Regions from separate parts of the Sus scrofa genome. Here regions 1 and 3 are each linked to region 2. Evidence: chromatin contacts called from public HiChIP or PLAC-seq data. All regions are on one chromosome and are shown on one strand. Each heading gives the region's core, a stretch centred on a gene start, on an enhancer-like site or on the middle of the called end of the contact. The rest is flanking DNA. Distances are from core to core; before and after follow the strand shown. Region 1 holds the start of HEG1 (protein HEG homolog 1). Region 2 holds the start of ZNF148 (zinc finger protein 148). Region 3 holds the start of IQCG (IQ domain-containing protein G).

Region 1 (4,027 bases), core at 1,461-3,960, 300 kb after region 2:
CCCACCGGACCTGAATACCAGTGCCTAAGGCTGTCAAGTGAACAAGGAGAATACAACACCTATCATGTAAAGCTGCTGCATTTGGGGAGATTTTTGTTACTGCAGCCTAGCCTAAACCTAATCTAACGCATGTGAGTAGAGACCAGACAGCCCCTGCAAATGCTCTGGCTACATACAGTGTCAGGTGATGGAGACCATGGGCTCACTGCTGATCTCACTGTCCGCAGCTTTGGAGAGGTCCCACTCCCACCTATAGAGAGGTCAGGAATGTCAGACTCCTAACTCACTCCATCCAGAAATTGGGTCTGAACTGGCTTCCTACCTGTTTAATTCTAGATCAAAAGACTCCCAGGGCTGCACTGGACCTGAGATGTCATCTGGTTTATCCCCTCAGCTCCAGACATGGCCTCTTCTAAGCCTTGTGAGCTGACCAAAAATCTCGTCTGGATTTTTATATCCCTGGGGAGGAAACACTCCAAATTCCTTAGACACCTGCTTTATACTTCCTTGTCACTGGGTCAGGTTCTCTACTGAACCCTAAAACAGCAGAGCTGGGACATCCATTAGCAATCATCTCGGACAGATATTGTTTTACAGATGAGGAACCTGAGGCCCAGATCACAGCGAGAATGGTCAGGTCAGGGCAAGAAGCAAGGGCCCTAAGTCCACCTTGACTACTCTTTCAGGGTTCTATCTGCTTCCAACTCTCCCTTGTATTTTTCTTCTTCTGTCCTAGGAGGATCTGAAAACTGTGCTGGGGTCCATCTTTGCTATGATCAATCTTTCCACGTTCTCCTGTGTTTCCCTTACTCCACCCCTCACTCCCAGGTTAAGCATCTCCCATCTTACCTGAAATGGGTCCTTCTCTAGGCAGAGGGAAGATGGGGGAGGCGAATCTGGTGCATGGTTGCTCCTTGGGCCTTGGTAGTGAAGACATTTCCATATCCACACCAGAAACCTCGAAGGGCCACTAAATTCTCACATGTTACCAGAAGGGCAAGCCGGGCTATGTGAAATGTTCTTTGAGGAAGAGAGCGAGCAGCCATGACCAGAACCTCTGAGCATGTTGCCTTGGCGTGTTGGGGTTTGTCTGACTGCCTCCGGGCTGCTGGGCAGTGCTGCCTGTTCATAGGGAAGTGGGATCCTGAGAAGTTGAACTGGGTCCATGAGAGCAAACCACGTTACTTACAGAGGTGTCATTGTCTGATATTTTCTTGGAAAGACCTGGAAATTCTGCTTGAGAGCCCTGGAAAGCTGGGTTTGTTTTGTGGTTCTTTAAAAACGAAACAAAATAAAACCAAATTGTTACCCCTCACTCCTCAGCTTAAGGTGAGCTTGTATATACACAGCATCCTTTATGTTTTGTGCCAAGTGACTCATGTGGACTGAATCACCAGAGAGTGGGCCTAGCCCATTTGCAGCTGCCCTAGACACCATGATCTGCTCATTGCCCTGAAGGGGGCAGGGTCATGACTCCCAGAGACAGTAATAGAGAGGAGGGGAGAAATGAGGTGGAGACAGGCCTGAAAGGGAAGTCCACACTCACAGTTTCCTGAGCATCTGTGGTCACACAGGGTCCCCATTGGAACTGATGAGATCCCCAGGAGCTCCAGGATTCATCTCAGTTGGCACATTGTCTGCATTATTGCAAATTCCAAATTGTAGGACCAGAATTAATAATGCCACATGGTCCTTCAGAGATTAATCCCTTCATCTTTGGGAATAGCTTCAGAATCTTGAGCAAGTTACTCTCCCATTTGGAGCCCTTTTCACCTGGAAATGCAGAGGCTTAGAGTACAGTCTTAAAATGTAGACATTTTATCTTCTATATCCTGGCAACAGAGGGGATAGGGACACAAATGGAACTTTATTTACCAGGGAAATCTGTCTAAACTAAATCTTTGAATCTCTCCCCGGAAAGGTTTCCATTTAAAATTCAGGGATCTCTGTGCATCCTTCTGTTGAATTTGCTATCCGCGGCCCATTTCCAGATATGAGTTTGCCCTAGCCCTGCCTGAATTCACAGTTTTCTTTTCCCTGCAGCCTGTTTGGGTGTCCCGGCCATGACATTTCTGCAGAACTGTGGTGTGAGCCAAAGGCAGGGGTGGGCTGGGGATGGACTCCAGGTTTGAGAGGACGTGGGTGGGGGGGTGTAGGATGACTCCCGCGATGGCTGCAGGGTGTGGTGTTAGGCTTGGCTACAGCCAACTCAACCCCAGCCCTGGGGCCTGGAGGAGAGGTGGAGGGGGGGCGGCAGGCGGTAGGGGGTGTGTGTATGGGAGTGGGGGGTGGCTAAGATTAGTAGGGATGGGAAGCAGGGGCACAGGTTCCACTGCCCTCGCATATCAAAGCACTTTGTATGATCTACTTAATGGTAATCACATTACCCAGTACCTGCTTTTCACCGATTGTGCATTTAAGGAGCTGAGAAATTCTGGTCCCCGATTCAGAGGACTCGGGTTTTCTAAATTTTCTGCAAATAGCAAGGCAATACTAATCGGGGTGGGGAGGGTGGGTGTGCGTGTGTGTGTGTCCGAGGTCACCGGCTCCGAGGACCTCCCCCCGCAGTCCCAGGCCGGCGCTCGCGGGCCCGGCCCCCGCCCCCTTCCTGCCCTCTCCCCGCCCCGGCCGAGCCCGGCCGCGCTCGGCCGGTGATGTCAACCCGAGGAGGAGCCGCCCGCCCCGCGACCCGCCCGGGCTAATCAGCATGTAGCGGCGCCGGGGCCGCCTCCGCCGCGCCCGCCCGGCCCCCGACCTCCCTCCCGCGGCTCCCCACAACTTTTGAGGCGGGGACCGCGCTTGCAGCTTCACTTCGCTCACTTCCCCAGCCCGGCGCGGCACCCGCCGCCCGTTTCCCTCGCACCCGTGGCCGCCCCGCGCCCACCCGCGCGCCGGGCATGTGAGCGCGGGCGGGCGCCGCCACCATGGCCTCGCCGCCGCCGCTCCTGCTGCTGCTGCTACCGCTGCTGCTACTGCCGCCGCCGGCCGCCCCCAAGCCCCGCAACGAGAGCGAGCCGCCGCCGCCGCCGCCGCCGCCCGCGCTGTCCCCGGAGCGCCACGGGCCCGCGCCTACGGGCCACCGCTGGACAGCCGCTGTGCGTGGCACCGCGACGCGGCCCGAACCTTCGGGCCGAGTCCCCCGAGGCGGGAGCACCGGTGAGTGAGTGCCAGGGACCAGCGCCGCGCGAGCCTCGGGCTGGGGGCGTGGGCGCGCCCAGGGCTGCATCCCAGAGCCCTAGGCCCCTCCGCGTCGCTCAGCCCCGGTGGGGGCTCCGCTTCCCCTCGCGCGCTGGGACCCTTGGGGTTGGGGTGGGAGGGAGGGCAGCGAGCTGGGAGAGTGGTTTCCTAGCCGCTTTCGCCGCCGGCTGGACTGGGGTGTGTGTGACCATCCTGTTCTCTCTCTACCCCTTGGAAGAAAACTTATCTGCCATGGTGTACCCTGGACCCCCCGTACACCTACCTTAACAAAAAAAAAAGAAAGAGAAATACCTCCGAACCTTACAAAGAGCCTCTCCCACTTCGGAGGTGATAACAACTGGCCAGTCCGTTCCACAATTCCATTCTTTCCTATAGATACAGAAAGGGCCTCTCCTGGTACAGAGGCTGACTTTCAGATTTAAATAAGTGACTGTAGGGTTCTAGCCTTGAGGATATTTGTAAAGGGCAAAAGGGTGTAGCTGGAAACCAAACTCTACTGAATCACTCTAAAGCAAGAGGCTGGTAGGGCCGGGGGTGGGGGGTTCCAAGGTGAAGCCCCGCAATGCAAACGTCTTTCCTCTCCTTTTGGTTCCTGAGAGCGCTGCTCCATACCCAGCCACTGCCTGTCTGCTCAGAGAGGGACCTGTCCTCTCTCCTCTGGACCTTTTAATTCAGTTGCTTCTTTAGGTCTGGGAGAAATGCAAAGAACTAAGTGGAATTCTATCCATAATATCTTTGTGACCTGGGGACTGTCACTTCTTTGGATCTCAGCCTCTCCATCTGTGAAATGGAAGTAATGAGACCCACTCTTCCTGGCCTCCTGATGATG
Region 2 (3,793 bases), core at 26-2,525:
GCTGTGGTTTATCTTTGTTCTTCTTAGTTACCTGTGTCTAAATTAAGCTGAACCTGTGGGCCACTGCTATTTCTAAACAGGCATAACGATTTACTAAGGTTAATGCCTGGGGAACATTAACCTTGCAGACACTAATCTAATTCAGTGCCTTCACAAGTGCATAATGCAGGAGTTTGGAGTTTCGCCAAAAAGCCCTCTATTCAAATGAAGATTCAGTTGGCAAGGGGTGGGAAGGTGGGTGTGGACAAGGGAAGGAGAACACCAGAATCGGCTTTATAGATATTTTAATGCTTTTCCTTTCTCTCTCCCTTTAGAGGTTATGTCTAGGTATTGCAGAGAGCCGCTAAATAAATCTTCAGACTATTATGAAGAAATCTTAATGAAGGTGTTTCATTCTAAGGTAAGTTCCTATGCTCATAATCACTCAACTTTCATCAAGTATCTTTTTATGTTACATGGCTGACCTTGTGCTAGGGTGCGGACACAAAGATGAGTAATTGTAAACCATTGCACAAGCACCTCAGGGCTCCCAACAAATGTTAGTCGAATGAAGGCACCGTTAAGGAGGTCACATTTTGGATAAGGTCACTTAAAGGGCCTCCAAAGATTGAGACATAACCGTGCAATCCCAGCTCTACACAGACCATTACAAAGTCTTTGCCATATAGACCGAGAAGGTTTGGGTCCCAGGTGAGGCGGGTGTTCAAACCATGTAAGACTGCACAACAGGGTCCAGGGCCGGATGTCTGGATCTCTCTCTATGCTCACACCCTGCATATGTTTGCAGTCACTAACAGGGCTTGCTAGTTTCAAGGGTGCAGGGCTGCCGCTCCTGGAAAAGGTGGCATTTGGGGTGGTAGAGGCCAACGACTGGAAGTTGCGGGGGGAGAAGGCTATAGAAGAAAGGAGAATCGGAAAGGCAAAAAAATTCTCGCAGATAACCTTTCACCTAGGTCCCCGCTCCTTCCCTTGCCCACGGCCTGAAATGCACCCGACCCCCGAGTCCTCCACTTCTCAGGGCACAGATTAAGGCTGAAGGCGGACCCCATCTCAAAGACATTATTTCCTCAGTTCTGATCTTTTTCGAACTGCTCTTCACCCAAGCCAAGCCCGGGGGAACCCGCGGCTCAGGGCCAGCTTCCCGGACCACGCCGGGCTGGTGACACGCAGGCGCCAGAATTGAAGCCACGCTGGGTCTCTCCAGCTTGGTCCTGGTCCCACGAAGGGCGGGCGCCCCAGCGCGCTTCCCGTGTGCGGGGTTTCCCACAATGCACCGCGCCGGCAGTGGCGGCGACCGCGGCGGCGCTCTAGGCCGGGCATGTCTGCGTCTCTACTGCTCTGGGAGGAGGAAGAGAAGGAGGAAGAGGAGGAGGAGGAGGGGGAGGAAGAGGAGAAAGGCGCAGGGGTGGGAGCTGTTGCCGAAGCTGCCACAGCAAAAGTTCACCCCCCTCCCCCCTTCCCCTCCTCTCAAGGCCCCTAGAGAGGTTGAAGCTGCCGCCGCCTGCAGTCGGTGACCGCGCGACTCGGCGCCTGCCCGCGGTAAAGCGCTCGGCCTGGCAGGCCTGGGCCCGGGGAGGGCGGGGGAGGGGGAGGGGGCGGCGCGCGGGGGGAGCGCGCGGCGGTAACGGCCTGACCCCGGGGGGAGCGAGCCGTGGCGAGGCTGGGGGTGGCCGGGGGACCGGCCGAGGCGGAGGGAAACGCAGGCGCTGGCCGGGGGACGGGAGGAGGCAGGGCGCGGATGGTGGGTTGGGGGGTTGAGAAAGGATAATGACGGGGGTGGCTGAAGCGAGAAGGCGGCCTCCGGGGCCGGAGGGGGGTGTCAGAGGTAGGGAAGGAGGTGGGATGATTGCACTGGGTGGCCGGAGGGTGCTGGGTGTGGGTGTGAAAAGCCTAGGGAGACACCAGGTCTCTTGTCCACCGAGCCTGGTGCAGTGCTTTATGCACCGCAGGCCTCAGTCACTGTTGCTGCCTGAATGTGTTCTTTGGGAGAAGGGAAGGGCAGGGGTTGGAGAAGAGGGACTCCTTGCAGGAAACGTAGTGGAAGCGTGCACTGAGAGAGAGGCCGGAGGGAAAGATGCCGGGTAGGTGGAGGAATGCAGGGGGTGGCTGTGGAGGAGTCTTGAGGATTTGGGGGGTGTTCATTGTGCAGATACATTAGGTATTTCGTTATGGAAAGAACTGAAGCGTTTCCAAGGAAAGGAAAGAAGGGGTTTAACGAGTTTCCCTGAATAGAAAGGGTCGGTTTGAAGCAAGAGGGAGTGCTAAATACTAGAGAATATGAAGAGAATGCCTGATAGAAGAGACAGATGTAGCAGAATTAATAAATGTTGGCCCAAGGACTAAAGAGTTATTCCAGATGGGCCAGAATGGCCTAGTTCCGAACCTGTTTGGGCTCTTCTGTAGATGACATCTGGTAAGTGTGGGTACCCGGCAAGTGGTTGGGGTCACTGAGAATTAGACTTTAGTCTGTGGTTTGGTTTGAGACCTCCACCAGTGAATGTAACAATCTCTAATGCAGACCTAAAGAACATGCCCACCCTGCAGGGATTCTCTAGGCCATGAAGTTGAGATTTTAGCAAATTTGAAATATCACTTACCAGAAGCTGGGTGAACACTGTACTGGCAGATGCTGGAATGGAAATTACTTGACTTGGCGGTTTTCTTCTTCACTGCCCAGCTTATCTGGTCCAAGAGAACTGTTGCCATATTATTCAGCTTGGGTTGCAGTACACAGGGTTATAATTAATGGTGGGCAGAGTCCATGCATGGTGGCCCTTCTTTGGAGACTCCATTTGTAGCTCAAATTAGTCTAATTGACTGGATTGGTTCCATAACTCGGCTGGTGAGAGATTTTTGCCATTCACAGCTCCTGAATGTATACTCTCATTGAGGCATGGTGGTATTGAAGAAAAATGCAGCAGCCTACAAAGTGTGGGCCTGCAGAATGGAGGATTAGGATATCTGTTTGGGTCATAAGTTGCAAGGTCAGGACTGGTTGTCTTGAGATCTAGGGGAACCTGAAGAGACTGGATGATTCTAGAGCCACGTTAGAGGGAGTACTCGCATTTATTTCCATATCAGGACATGTACCCAGGCAATTGGATTTGCTGAGCTCACATCAGACCAGATTTCCAAGAGGGAACTTTGGGCTAGAACCATACCCTTAAAATTTACCTGAAGATTATTTGCCTTTTGTTATTAAGAAAGACTGTATACACATTGCATTGTAATGTTAATTCAGCTGAGGAGTTGGTAGTATGAAGAGACTTGTGATGGAAATGAAGGGGAGGGATTAAAGGGGTAGATTGGAAAGAAATTTGGGAGAGGTGTGGGAAAATTTAGTCTTCCATTCATTTTGCAAATAACTCTGAAGGAGGATGATAATTTAGCATTTGACTGGAAGAGGGGCTTTTATTAAAATTTTGACTTCTAGAAATAATTCAGAATTATTTTTATTTTATTTGCTTATTTAGCTATTTAGGTCTGCACCCGAGACATATGGAGGTTCCCAGGCTAGGGGTCGAATTGGAACTACAGCTGCCAACCTACACCACAGCTGCAGCAACGAAGGATCCGAGCCATGTTTGTGACCTACACCAAAACTCAGGGCAGCGCTGGATCCTTAACCCACTGAGCGAGGCCAGGGATCGAACCCGCAACCGCATGGTTTCTAGTCTAGTTTGTTTCTGCCGCGCCATGATAGGAACCCAAGAATTATTTTTAAAAGATTCGGAAAACTTTCTGTCAATACCTTCAGAGATCTTGTTCTTTTTAAGGGCTTCAATATATTACA
Region 3 (3,907 bases), core at 267-2,766, 380 kb before region 2:
CAGCTCACAGCAACGCTGGATCCTTAACCCACTGAGTGAGGCGAGGGATTGAACCCACAACCTCATGGTTCCTAGTTGGATTCGTTTCCTCTGCACCACAACAGGAACTCCTAACAGCCTCTAAATTAAAAGCGATTTTTTTTTAAATGAACGACTGACCTTTTCAAATTGAAACTCTCATCACATCTCTCTTTAAAACCCTTCAATGGATTCTATTACCTTAGGACAAAAACTAAAATTCTCAACTTGGACCATAAGACTTGCATGACCTGGGTTCCTCTGTTCTTCTCCAGATCCACCTAGCACTGCCCTTTTATTGCTCTCATGGCCTCAGTTTCAGTGGGCTTCTTTCTTCTATGGAATCATGCTCCCTTCCAACTCAAGGTCTTTGCACGTGTTACTCCTTCAACTTGCACTCCTCTCCCTGCCCCTCTCCAAATTGTAAAGTCCCACTGATCCATCAGATATCAGCTTTAAATCACTGGCTTTTGCTAAGTATCTGCCATTGGCCCCCTCTGGAACCAATCTTTATAGCTAATTTTTTTCTCATATTACTTTTTTTTTTTTTGCTTTTTAGGGCATATGGAGGTTCCCAGGTTAGGGGCTGAATCCGAGCTGCAGCCGCTGGCTACATCACAGCAATGCAGGATCTGAGTCGTGTCTGTAACCTACACCACAGCTCACAAAAACGCTGGATCCTTAACCCACTGAACGAGGCGAGGGATCGAACGTGAGTTCTCTTGGCTGCTCGTCAGATTCTTTAACCGCTGGGCCACGACGGGAACACCTTACATTACCTTCTAATGTAGTATATATTTTATTCACTTGTTTTGCTCCCTCTACTAGATGTAAGCTCCATGAGGCAGAGATTTCTGCCGTTTTACTTACTGCAGCGTTTTCTGAGCCAAGAACAAAGCTTGGTACATGGTAGTCAGTCATTAAAACTACTTGTTGAAAAAAAGAAATAAATGCATTGAGCAACCCAAATAAATGTGCAATAATTAGGAAATTAAATCTCTGACTCAACTAATCTATCCAACTCTGGTCTGCAAGTATTTACTTAAGACCTATTACACATGGGCACGGTACTGCGCTCACTGAGAGCTTGGCGGCTGACGGAATTATTTTAAAAAGGGAAGGAGGCCTTTTGAGGGCAGTGCTCTTCACCCCAAAGACAAAATGAAAGAATGGAAGTAAGAACTTAAGTCATTTCTTGAAAGAAATAAAGGAGTACGAGGAAAGGAGGAAGGGGATGGGAAGGGGAGGTAAAGAGAACTCCCTCCCTCCTCCTGCCTTCGTGCTGGCGGGCTTTCTCTTCCAGGCTAGAACCCGAGAGTCTCCGTTCGCTCTATTCCACTGTGAAGAGAAGGAAAGAGACTCCCTTGTTGGCGAATCAAATCTGGAGGACCGGAGCGGCTTCACCTCAACTACTGCACACGGGAATGACGCTGAGGTGTTTCTGTGGCAACGCAAGCTTCGGAGGGCCTTTCTTCTCGTTTAGCTGGCTACCATTTTGCCTCCATCTGCTCCAAAATAATGCGGGTCGCATCTTACAAAGATAAAAGGACTCAGGGAAAGAATTGTACGAATGCTCTTGAACGAGGCTTATTTTAGTCAGAAGACGATTTCTCGGGCTCTTTTTTTGGCGGTCGCGGAAGATGCCTAAATGGGGGCGGGGCAGATAGGTGTTTACCCACAAGGCTCCGCGGCGGGGCCTTCCCCCTTCTCTTTCAGCCATCTTGGAGCCTGTGGAGGTGAGTTTAGCTCTGGCAGCTGAACTTTGAGGGCAAATGACTGGGATGGACTCGGTTTTTGCCTCAGCGAGGCACTGCTGCATCGCCGGGTCTCTGCCAGCTAGTGATATTTATGGATTCTAGCAACGGGGAGGACAGGATGGAGGAGATATTGGACTGATGGTGCTGGTCCCCTGACGTCTGTGAACGGGTGCTCCCGTAATCGGAGTTGCTTCCTGGAGGAACAGAGATGGATTCTGTCTGGCAGCAGTTGCCCTTTTGAAGCAGTCGTTCCTTTAGGCAGGGTTCCTTGTCCATTTATTCTTTCTCTAAACCTGGCTTTGCGTATTTACGATCTCTTTTTAGCCTTTCTTTCCTATGCTGTGCTTAAGAGCCTTGTTCCTTGCGTGCTTCTGTTTTCTTTGATATTCATTTTCTCCTACTGACCGTGGCGTGAATTTTCTTAAGACTTCCTTTTGGAGTTTCTAGAAGTTACTTGTAGTTTACTGTCTTACCACTTTTCGTTTTTGTCTCATTTTGGAGTTTGCTTAGCTGTTATCTGACTTAGGGGTCCTTTTCTGAGGAGACTAGGTAGGAAACGTGCGAATACAAGATTTTAAACTGATTATTTTTGTTTTAAGGCCTCCTGGGAGCAGGACTTCAAAACCAGCAAATATGTCGGGAAGGTATGCGTTTCACATATCATTGCTTTGTACTTGCAGTCTCTTTATTACGCTTGAACCTAAACGTGAGCTTAAAATTGGTGGGGGAAAAAATGTTTGCTACACGGGTCATCATCACAAGTCAGATCTGTACCTGTGGTTTATCGAAGTTGAGGTATCTTTTAACAGCTTATGGTTAACGATATATTTTGTCGTAGGTTGTGGTCCAAGGCCATTTTTGCTGGTTATAAGCGGGGTCTCCGGAACCAGAGGGAGCACACAGCTCTTCTTAAAATTGAAGGTGTTTATGCCCGAGATGAAACTGAATTTTATCTAGGCAAGAGATGTGCTTATGTGTACAAAGCAAAGAAGTAAGTTTATGTAGTATTTTTATATTTTCTGAGTTGTACTTGATTTGTCTCATTTGAAGTTGGTAAAGTAATTGGTACTGTTGTAGAGTCTACTTTGGATTTTATGGAACATCATGGTGGTGTTGGATGTAGGTGTCTTCTGCACTTAGAAAAAGTACAGCTGTTAAGTGTTTTCAAGGAAGGAGTCAGTTCTGTATATTATGATCTTAAGGTTTTATAGAGCCCTTTTCATGTACCTTAATTCATTTCGTTGGACTCTTATATAGTTGTATACATGCATGAACGTATTATTTATGTCTTTAGAGCATTGGTTCTTAATCCTGGCTTCTTTGGAAGATTCTTGGGGGTCACGCTTTTATTTCCCCTAGCCCCCTTTCCTTCTGCAACCAGAGTGAGCCTTTAAAAATTTAAGTCACATCATCTGTACATTGCTCAAACTCCCACTGGTCCCATCTCTTCAGTAAAAGTTGAGGTCATTAAGGAGCTTCTAGGACCATATACATTCAGGGCTCCCTGTTTCTACTCTTAACCCAGCTAGGATTTATCCTATCTACTGCCCTCCCAAGAGCCAGGGACACAACCTCAGGTTTTTAACACAAGCTGTTGTTCCCTTTCCAGTCTTTTCCCTAGTGTTACCTTCTTAGTAAGGCCTTCCTTGGTTATTGAAAATTGCAAAAAAGTTCTCTCTCTACATTCAAACATCCTCACATTTCCTTGTCCCCCATTGCCCTTTTCTCCTCCAATATTGTAGCTATTAACCATTTAAAGTTTCCCAGGTGACCAAAGTGGTTAACTAGGGTTGAGAGCCATTGGTCCTGAAGTCACCTTGATTTTTATATCTCACTATACTGATTGTCTTGGTTCTCATTCCTTTTTAAATCCTTTTTTAAAATCAGTAACACAGTGACTCCTGGCGGAAAACCTAACAAAACCAGAGTAATCTGGGGAAAGGTAACTCGTGCTCATGGCAACAGTGGCATGGTTCGTGCCAAATTCCGAAGCAACCTTCCTGCCAAGGCCATTGGACACAGAATCCGTGTGGTAAGTAGTTATTTGCAAATGGCACCTTGTTGAATCAAACTAAGCTGAAGGGGGTCTGGCTTTGACTGCTAAGGACTCCAGTGATTATAAAATGTCATGC

The links. HiChIP or PLAC-seq counts read pairs in DNA pulled down with a chosen protein or histone mark.
Region 1: a contact with region 2 is called in an H3K27ac HiChIP or PLAC-seq map of skeletal muscle, with 4 times the contacts expected there. The contact joins the promoter of HEG1 here to the promoter of ZNF148 in region 2. A contact is called at or near these places in 2 of 5 promoter capture datasets (fetal skeletal muscle and liver), 1 of 47 Hi-C or Micro-C datasets (fetal heart ventricle) and 1 of 2 datasets of contacts at active chromatin or transcription factors (skeletal muscle).
Region 3: an H3K27ac HiChIP or PLAC-seq map of alveolar macrophages shows a contact between it and region 2. The contact joins the promoter of IQCG here to the promoter of ZNF148 in region 2. A contact is called at or near these places in 2 of 2 datasets of contacts at active chromatin or transcription factors (alveolar macrophages and skeletal muscle).

The regions. Positions count from the first base shown.
Region 1 is chr13:135,265,856-135,269,882 of Sscrofa11.1, forward strand. HEG1 (protein HEG homolog 1) reads left to right here and starts at 2,711. Exons shown (of 17, transcript XM_021070219.1): 1 at 2,711-3,156. The coding sequence starts at 2,925.
Region 2 is chr13:134,968,393-134,972,185 of Sscrofa11.1, forward strand. ZNF148 (zinc finger protein 148) reads left to right here and starts at 1,276. Exons shown (of 9, transcript XM_021070208.1): 1 at 1,276-1,539.
Region 3 is chr13:134,586,606-134,590,512 of Sscrofa11.1, forward strand. IQCG (IQ domain-containing protein G) reads right to left here and starts at 1,517. Exons shown (of 10, transcript XM_021070200.1): 1 at 1,294-1,517. It overlaps RPL35A (60S ribosomal protein L35a), which reads left to right and starts at 1,683. Exons shown (of 5, transcript XM_003358773.4): 1 at 1,683-1,754; 2 at 2,375-2,419; 3 at 2,614-2,766; 4 at 3,663-3,807. The coding sequence starts at 2,409.